2 separate regions of the Mus musculus genome follow, and region 2 is linked to region 1. Evidence: chromatin contacts called from public Micro-C data. All regions are on one chromosome and are shown on one strand. The core of a region is the stretch at or near the end of the contact, and the rest is flanking DNA. Distances in the headings are between cores, read along the strand shown. Region 1 has its middle 220 kb from the start of 4930595L18Rik. Region 2 overlaps Foxp1 (forkhead box P1).

Region 1 (4,110 bases), core at 502-3,001:
CAGGAGAATGAGGGAAATTCATGGTCTTTATTCCAGGACCAGTGAGAAACCATTATTGATTTATAGGATGTGTGTTCATTAAGAAAATCACTTTGGCTATTATATGGCCACTGGGAAAAGGCTAGAGACAGGAAAACCAACGGGAAGATTTCTGAGTTAATTTGGCCAGTGATCTGATGTGGGGAGGGGAGGAAGTGTGGGAGCCAGCTGAGATTTGAAGGCACAGTGGTGTCATTTACTGATGTTGACACCACAGGAAGAGAAACGAGTTTAGGAGAAAGGTAGAAATACTAAATTTCGTTTTTGAACATGATGGAGTTCAGGAGCCCGTGGGAAAACCACTAGGCTTTCATCGGTTCTCGGTTGTCTCCCTGATGGAGTCTGAGATGCAGAAATGAAGCTTAGCTGTAAGTAGAAACTAAAATAGTGTGTTTCTTTCTGGCCACTAAGGCAAACAGTGAAACTGTTATAGAGCTAGCTCTGTGGAATGGCATGTTTAAGTGAATATGCTTGAAAACGACCATCTTCTACATACCATCACACATGGCACTGTATATGTTATATGCACTGTCTCCATCCTTTAAAGATGGACTGAAATAGGGCTGTTTATGTGATCCTTGCAGACAGGAAGTCAACACTGAAAGAGTCCAAATAATTTACCAGTCACACAGTAAGAGACAGATCAAGGCTTTAAGCCAAGTCCTCTGATACCAAATCAAGACTCCTCAATACTGTGTTAAAGTTGTGGCCTAGACATTGTTATCAGATGAAGTCGCACTGCACCCCATCTATAGAAAAGAAAACAGAAATAGCAAGTTCTTCGTTGATTTCTACAAATTATTTGACACATTTTTATGTTGGGGCACAGATAGTGCCTAATACACTTCTTCTTGTAAACCTCTTCCCCATCTTATTACCTTGAGTTGTATGTATTCAGCACATATTTATGCAATGAATGGAAATAGAAATTTCACCAGCGTTAGATTGATTAAGGAAGAAGACCATGCGTTGGAATTTTTATGAATTAGGGGAAATTATGTTAGTGGCGAGAGACATAAATGCATAAATCAGATTCAAAGCAGTGTGTGAGGGGGGACCTAATTATTTCCTGAATGCTTGAAAAGCTGCCATCTTCAGGATGGCAGGATCCTAGATTCAGCTCTGGTTCTAGTTTGTTGCAGGAGTTGGTCTCTGTCTTTCTCCTACTGTGTGGGGTTTGTCACCAGGCTGCCCCGGTAGGTTCAGGCTAACACCCTCTTAGATTCATTTCTGGGAACAGGAACCCTCTCTTCCAGTCACTCCAGTAGAATTCTTTGAATTGAATCTCTTTGGTCTGGCTGGAAACACACATTCATTTTGAGCCAATCTCACTGGCCAAGAGGAAAGGCTGTAATGTCTGCTTGGGTCTGAGTCACAGGTCTGCCCTTCAAGGGAGGCAATGGGGGGTTGTCAGAAAGGATGAAGATGCTCAACAGATGCACAAACTGATGAGAGTTGGAACTGGTCCTTTCTCCAGCCCAGCCCAGGGTCCAGTCCACTAATAATAGAGGGAGGAATATGCACTAGGCAGGCAAAAACAACAGATGCCCATTATATTTGGCCACAGCAAACTAAGATTCTGGTTTGTTATAAAGAATGCAGTTTTCTTATAGATGTATTTGAGTTTAGAGATAAGACTATTTAGGCAACAGTAAGTTCTATACTTCATCATTCAGTCACCTTGTGTTCTTTTATTAGTCACTCAGTGATTTTATTACTAGAACTGAGTAAACTAACCACGGCATAATTTAAGCACTTAATTTAAAAAAAAAAATGAGTACAACTACCAGCAATGTCACTTGGCCTAGTGTCAGGAATTTCTAACTCAATGTATTCTGTGATATATTTTTTTTTAAATCCCTGACACCAGTGTAACTTCTATGCAAAGAATAAGACTAATCTTAGAGCCGAATAAGAAAATTTGCCCTCATTATCTAAAAATCTACTTGGTCCCTAATTTGGACAGGATAGGCATAGGGCAGGGGGTGGGGGAGGGGTGGGAGGTGGGGATAGAGTAGACTAATTCTTATGCTTTAGATAGGAAAACTTCTACTTTTTGGTGTTTCTTCACAAACACCAATGACATACACAATTATGTAAATGTAACATTTAACAAAATAAGAACAAAATTCTATCTGTTAAAGATGAACTATAGCATTCTCAAGATGTCTGAAAGCGTTAGTTTTGTCTAGAGGAAAAGTAGAACCGCAGAGAAGAATAAATAGCTACCTAGTTTAACCAGCAGGCTGGTGCACAACCGTCATCAGTGCGGTCTCTGTGGTACCAATGCTAAAATGTCTGTGGATGATCGGGGTCCAGACATATTGGAGAATAATTTTATCATACAACAAGACAAATCAAAATTAGGCTGGGGGTTTTCTTAGGCTTTCTTTCTGCCCCCCTCATTTTGTTTTTGGTACCCTGAGAGCTTCACAAAGAATGACGAAACAAACAAACCAAATGTTCTAAGAAGCAGATAAGCATACATCGTCTCAAGACCAACAGAAGGTGAAAACCAGTCCTACCCTGCTTGCCTGCTTACTTTGGGCACGGCATTTCACAGGGAAGAAACTGTGCTGGCACACTCTTGAGTCTGTGTGTACTCATACGTGTGGAAGTCTGCCTGCATGTATGTAGAGGTAAGAGTTACATCTTAGCTCTTATTCCACAGATGTCATTCATCTTGGTTGGTTGGTTTGCTTATTTGTTGGTTTGAGACATGATCTTGGAGCTTACCAATTAAGCTAGGTCAGCTGTCCAGTCATCCCCAGGAACCCACCCATCTTCATCAGACCACGTCTGGGATTACAAGTATATGTAATCCCATCCTGCCTGGCTTTTTGACATGAGTTTGTGGGATGAAACTGGGGTCCTCATATTTGCAAGCAAGTACTTTTAGAGACTGAGGCATCTTTCCATCAATCAATGAAAACCTTTTTACTTAAAATGTTTTTTAGACTTACTTATTTTATTTTATGCATGTGTTTCGCCTGCATGTATGTATGTGCACCATGTGTGTGCTTGGTGCCCTTGGAGATCCAAAAAGGTCATCAGATTCCCCACAGGTGAAGTTACAAATGGTTGTGAGCCACAGTGTGTGTGTTGGGAACGGAACCCAGGAATTACAAGGATAGGGCAGTGGGCCTGTGTACTGGTCACTAACCTTTGCTGTGCTAACACTTAGTGTATTCAAAGAACATTTATCAAAGTTAGATACAGATTTTAGAACAATGCCAATTACTCAAATACAAGCTTTATTTGAGTTTCGTTGGTTTTATAGTTTTGGTTGTAGAATCCCTTCCTTCCTTCCTTCCTTCCTTCCTTCCTTCCTTCCTTCCTTCCTTCCTTCCTTCTTTTTTCCTTCCTCCCTTCCTTTCTTCTTTCCTCCCTTCCTTTCTTCTTTCCTTCCTTCATTTCTTCTTTCCCTCCTTCCCTCTCCCTCCTTCTTTCTACTTCCTTCCCTCCATTCCTTTTCTTTTCTTATCTTTCTTTTCCCTGCCCCCTCCCTTCTCTCCCTCCCTCCCCCTCCTTCCCTTTCTCCCTCCCACCATGCTTCTTTCTCTACCTCTCTTCCTTTCTTTTCTTCTTCCTTTCTTTTTTCTTTCCTTCTCTTCTCCCCTCCCCTCCCCTCCCCTCCCCTCCCCTCCCCTCCCCTCTTCTCTTCTCTTCTCTTCTCTTCTCTTCTCTTCTCTTCTCTTCTCTTCCTCTCTCCCTCTCTGTCTGTCTGTCTTCCCCCAGTAATTAGAATTGAATTGTAATGCCAGTAATTGATGGCCTTGCCCATACTATGACACAGTCTACTACTGAACCCCATGCTCAGATGAGGTCTCAGTAATTTTCACAGGGAGCCTTGACTTACTGCTCTGCCTGCTTCTGCCTCCTAAGTAGCCAGAATTTCTGTAGGTGCCACGGTAGTAATCCTATTTTCTTACACTTTTTTCTTCTGCTCCAGGTTAGAAGAAAATATCCCATATTATATTTAGCCCAATTCTTTTTAATATGCACATACATATATATTGAATTTGTATTGTTTTCATGTACATTAAACAGTAGTTACTGGGAGCAATAAAA
Region 2 (4,110 bases), core at 941-3,440, 180 kb before region 1:
CAGAGAGAAGACTATACAGGTTTCAGTAGCAGGGGGAGACATTAATCCTAACACAAATTAATTACAGTATGGGCTTTGCATGTGATTACCCGCCATTAGCAGGGCTATTTGTAATCACACCAGCTTCCTAGACTTTAGCAAATATATTATCTGTAATGTGTCCCCCTTTGGCCCTTTCTAACCCCATTTGTGGCCATGCTCGGGACATAGCAGCGGCCCCAACAGAACCTCAGAGAGTGTCGGGGACAGCAAAGGCCTAACATTACTGGTGACCTCCTGTGGCCGTGGCTTTGAGGCTGGAGCCAGGCGAGGGGAGAGGGAGCGTCTGGGTTTCTCACTTGCACATCCTCCTTTGAAAACCCGAGACACTTATTTTTCATAATTTAAAATCCTGCCTAAGTCTGCAGGCATTAGGATTCCAAGACTATGACTTGAGTATTAGTATGTGTCTGCTTTAAATGTCAAGAGAGTCTTTAGTAACAACATGTGAAGAATGTTAAAATGGCGACAGAACACAATAAAAGCAGGGAAATTCTTGAGTTGGGGTGAAGTGAGGTGTGGGTCACTGAACATGGTAGTTGATGGTCAAGAAATCTTTACAAGTTTGTCCTGGTGCTGAATTCAGAAAGAACGCAAATGGCGGTGGAGTGGATGGATGCAGAGTTACTGTTCGGTCACTGACCAGGTTGGTGGAGGAGTTGTGGTCCTTCTTTCCAGAGACTCCTGTTTAGGCTATGTGGATTTTACTTCTGAGCCCTTGTTCCTTTTCGCTTTGGTCACGTGCAGCTCGGGGAGCAGTGTAACTGTGTACCTTCTGCCACAGTCAGACACAGACAGTCCGACTGTTGGGTCACCGTACGTAAAAGCTGGCTTTGGAAGTGAGATAGTCTCTGGTGAAGTCCACTCGAGAACGGCGTCACCCAGTCTCCCTTGCATTCACTTGGGCTGTTGTGGCCCTCACACAAACCCAGGCTTCCTGTTTGCTGTCTTGAGAGGTTGGTTAGCAGGCTCCTTGGGAACATCTCAGTCCCACCAGCTCCTCAGGTGAGGTGCCTGCTGTCACTGCCAATCCCAACTCCTTTATCAGAGTGGTGCCATTAATCAGGGTGAAGAGTGATATATGGAAGATTCTCCCCGCCCCCAATTCAGGGACGGTACCAAGGGAGTCTGAAGATCAGACTGTCTGGATAATGTCACACCTAGCGTTCGTTATAAAGCAGGTCTCTAGTTTTACTCTTGTCCTTTCTTGGCTTCATGGCCTCACAGGTGTTCATCCTCTGTGCCTCAGTTTCCCCAATTAAAGAACATAAATCAAGTGGACCCAGAGCCTTATTATCTGTCCAGGCAGATAACTTACTGGTCCCTAATAACTGCAGTGCTCTTACATTAGGGACACTCGTTTCAGTAGAGCCCTATGTGTCACTAGTAGGAATTACGAGGGTGCCCTTACAAAGTCCTCCCAACAGCAGATAGGAGGAGAATGGTGAAGGAACCGCAAACTCTGCTCCCTTCTCTCTGGCATGCGGTAGCTGGTGGCTCTCATGCCTGGCTTTTGTCTTTGCAGACACTGAGTGGAACACCATAAATTTGGCATTAATGAGTGGTGTTTGAGCAATGTATGAGTTCTGAGCGTCCACAACTTTGTCTCTCTGAAAAACCCAGTTTGAGGCTTGGCTAATAGAAGAGGGTGTGACTATCAACCAATAGAGAATAATTGTTTGCCCAGGACAGAGTGAGGCCCCGAGATAAGTCTGTCAGCCTTAGACCCCATCTTCCCACACTTCCTGCCTTATTCTCGTCTTTAAGACATGGGCCTTCTCTTCCCACCCAGACTCCCAGCTGACTCCATTACACCCCATTGTGTGGATCCTGATTCCAAAGATATACCCAGCCAGTGTAGACTAGACTGATTTAATTTCTCCTTAAAAAAAAAAAAAATTGCAGCAGGTATTTTTAACCTCCATGAAGCATTCATTAGCAGCACTGAGCTTGCTCTGTGCGGAACTCAAGCTCAGAACAACCCTGCGAGTTCAGAGACGAGGATTCCATATTTAGAAGAAAAAATGAAGTGCTCCGAAGGATTACAGACTGCTCTGAGGCCAGAATTTGACACAGCACAGGAGAGTGTATCTGTTACCTGCTTCCACTCTGCTGCCTTTCAAGAGAGTTGGTATACAGACTGGGTAATTCCAGTGACCCCCTCCCTGCTCAGGAGCGCCCTCTAAGGGGACTCACTCTCCTGCTTGTGTGCCACCCACTGGGGAAAGCATTAGGGCAGAGGGAGTTATACCAAGGGTGTGCTCCCTCCGGTCATACTCGGTGTTCTCACACTATGGAAGGAAAAGACCCAGGGAATGTGGATGGCTTGGAGGAGTTCGGGGAATGTGATCTTAGCTCAGTCACTTAACTTCAGGGTGTGGATGTGGCTTGTGTCCACATTGTAGTTGGTCCTGTCTGCTGGAAGGTCAGACTTGGTGGATACCGAGAGGATGGCGCCCCCATGCTTGGCCTTTAGATTTTTTCCTCTTTCCACACTACTTATTCCTTGTAATTGCTACATCGGAGATGTTTACCCCCAAATTAAGTCAAAATTAATATTCAGCAGACTCTTCCATAAATACCACCTCTCACCCTTTAATTTGTGTTGTTCGGCATGGGCAGTCTACTTACTTCACGGTTTTAGAAAGAGTGGCATGCATGATGCGTGACTTAATTCCTTTCTGCCCCATCCTAGTTTTCAAAACAAACTTAAAAAATAAAATAAAGCAAAAAACACGGCAGAAGAGTATTTTCGTTTTAGTGTGTCTCCAGAAAAAAACCCCACAAAACAAACAAACAAAAACACTTTAGGGCACTTAATGTAAAAAGAAAAAAATGAATAACCATAGAAAAATGCTATTCCCCACGCTTTAATTGTTTTGTCTGCGCCACTCTGAAAACCCAAATTCCTTTGGCATTATGTGTTTAGAGACTTAGTTTGGCAGTTCAATAATGCACCGAGAAACAGAGGGTGGGTAGCATCATGTAGGTCCTAATATGGCAGCGCTTTCATTTCCTGTTTGTTGAAAGATAAATGCTAACACTGTAAAGCACTCCCCCCTTCCTCCTCATTTATTCCTTCCCAAACCACAAGGGAATAGAAAGAAATAAAAACTCAAATGTGATATGGCTGTTGACTGAGCCAGCCGGTAGGGAAGACATAGAGACGTGTTTTCCTCTGCCATTGCGTCCCATCCCCCTTCTCTGCTCTCCCCTGACTCTGAGCCCCTACTTCCCATCTCCCCACCACCGGAAATAACTTGGCTAAAAATGTGAAGTAGATTTAATTTGGGCATAATTTTAAGGCTCAAAAAAAAAAAATAACCTGGGCTTTCTAAAGATTTAAAGTCAACTATGAGATACTAAAGGGATAAGTAAGTTCCTCACCTTGCTCCTAAGGCTTTGTTTTTGACACACTATAAAGCTTTGGAAGATGCACACATGTATGTAGAAATACTCCTCCCCTTCCTATGTCCACATTGTCCCTTAATGCTACATCTGTCTCCTCAGCTTCACTTTTTGTTGTTGTTGTTTTTTTGGTTTTTTGGTTTTTGTTTTGGAGGCCATATCCTTCTCCACTTACCTGAGAGTCATCATTGGAGGTCCTTGCCCCAGCTTTCTTGTGATGTACCAAAGTTATCACTGTATCAGACTGGTCCAAAGCCAGCATAAAGGTTCTAGCACCTAATGAACAGTGAATGTCTGCTCTGCCCATCCCGTTTGAAATATCTATAACATCAGAAGATAACTTTTTTTTTTCCTTTGAGACAGGGTTTCTCTGTGTAGCCCTGGCTGACCTAGAACTCACTCTGTAGACCAGGCTGGCCTCGAACTCAGAGATCCGCCTGCCTCTGCCTCCTGAGTGCTGGGATTAAAGGCGTGCGCCACCACGCCTAGCAGAAAATAACTTTTTTATGAAGTAAAGATACTGGGATTATTAAGGAAGCATCTAGTGGGGTACTTGATGTTGAACCCCTGAAACAGATGTTCTTATTGCTCACCTAAAGATGGGAACCCCCTCAGTTCTGGTATCCCTGCTCCTGCCAGCAAGACAGACTCAGCTAACTTTCC

Evidence for each region. A called contact is a pair of places that touch in the nucleus more often than the background predicts.
Region 2: a contact with region 1 is called in a Micro-C map of muscle stem cells, with 5 times the contacts expected there. The contact joins two enhancer-like sites. A contact is called at or near these places in 4 of 484 Hi-C or Micro-C datasets (muscle stem cells, myocytes, pancreatic cancer cells and 1 more) and 1 of 115 datasets of contacts at active chromatin or transcription factors (pancreatic cancer cells).

Annotation. Positions count from the first base shown.
Region 1 is chr6:98,773,287-98,777,396 of GRCm38.p6, reverse strand. No RefSeq gene overlaps it. Among named protein-coding and RNA genes, the nearest start is that of 4930595L18Rik, 220 kb to the right of the region's middle. Within about 2 kb of position 1,751, at least 27 of the 459 cell types and tissues checked have an H3K27ac peak or open chromatin away from gene starts, as enhancers often do. A contact at or near this core is called in muscle stem cells and pancreatic cancer cells, where this site is marked.
Region 2 is chr6:98,954,806-98,958,915 of GRCm38.p6, reverse strand. All of the region lies in intron 11 of Foxp1 (forkhead box P1), which reads left to right. Among named protein-coding and RNA genes, the nearest start is that of Gm38865, 170 kb to the left of the region's middle. Within about 2 kb of position 2,190, at least 39 of the 459 cell types and tissues checked have an H3K27ac peak or open chromatin away from gene starts, as enhancers often do. A contact at or near this core is called in muscle stem cells and pancreatic cancer cells, where this site is marked.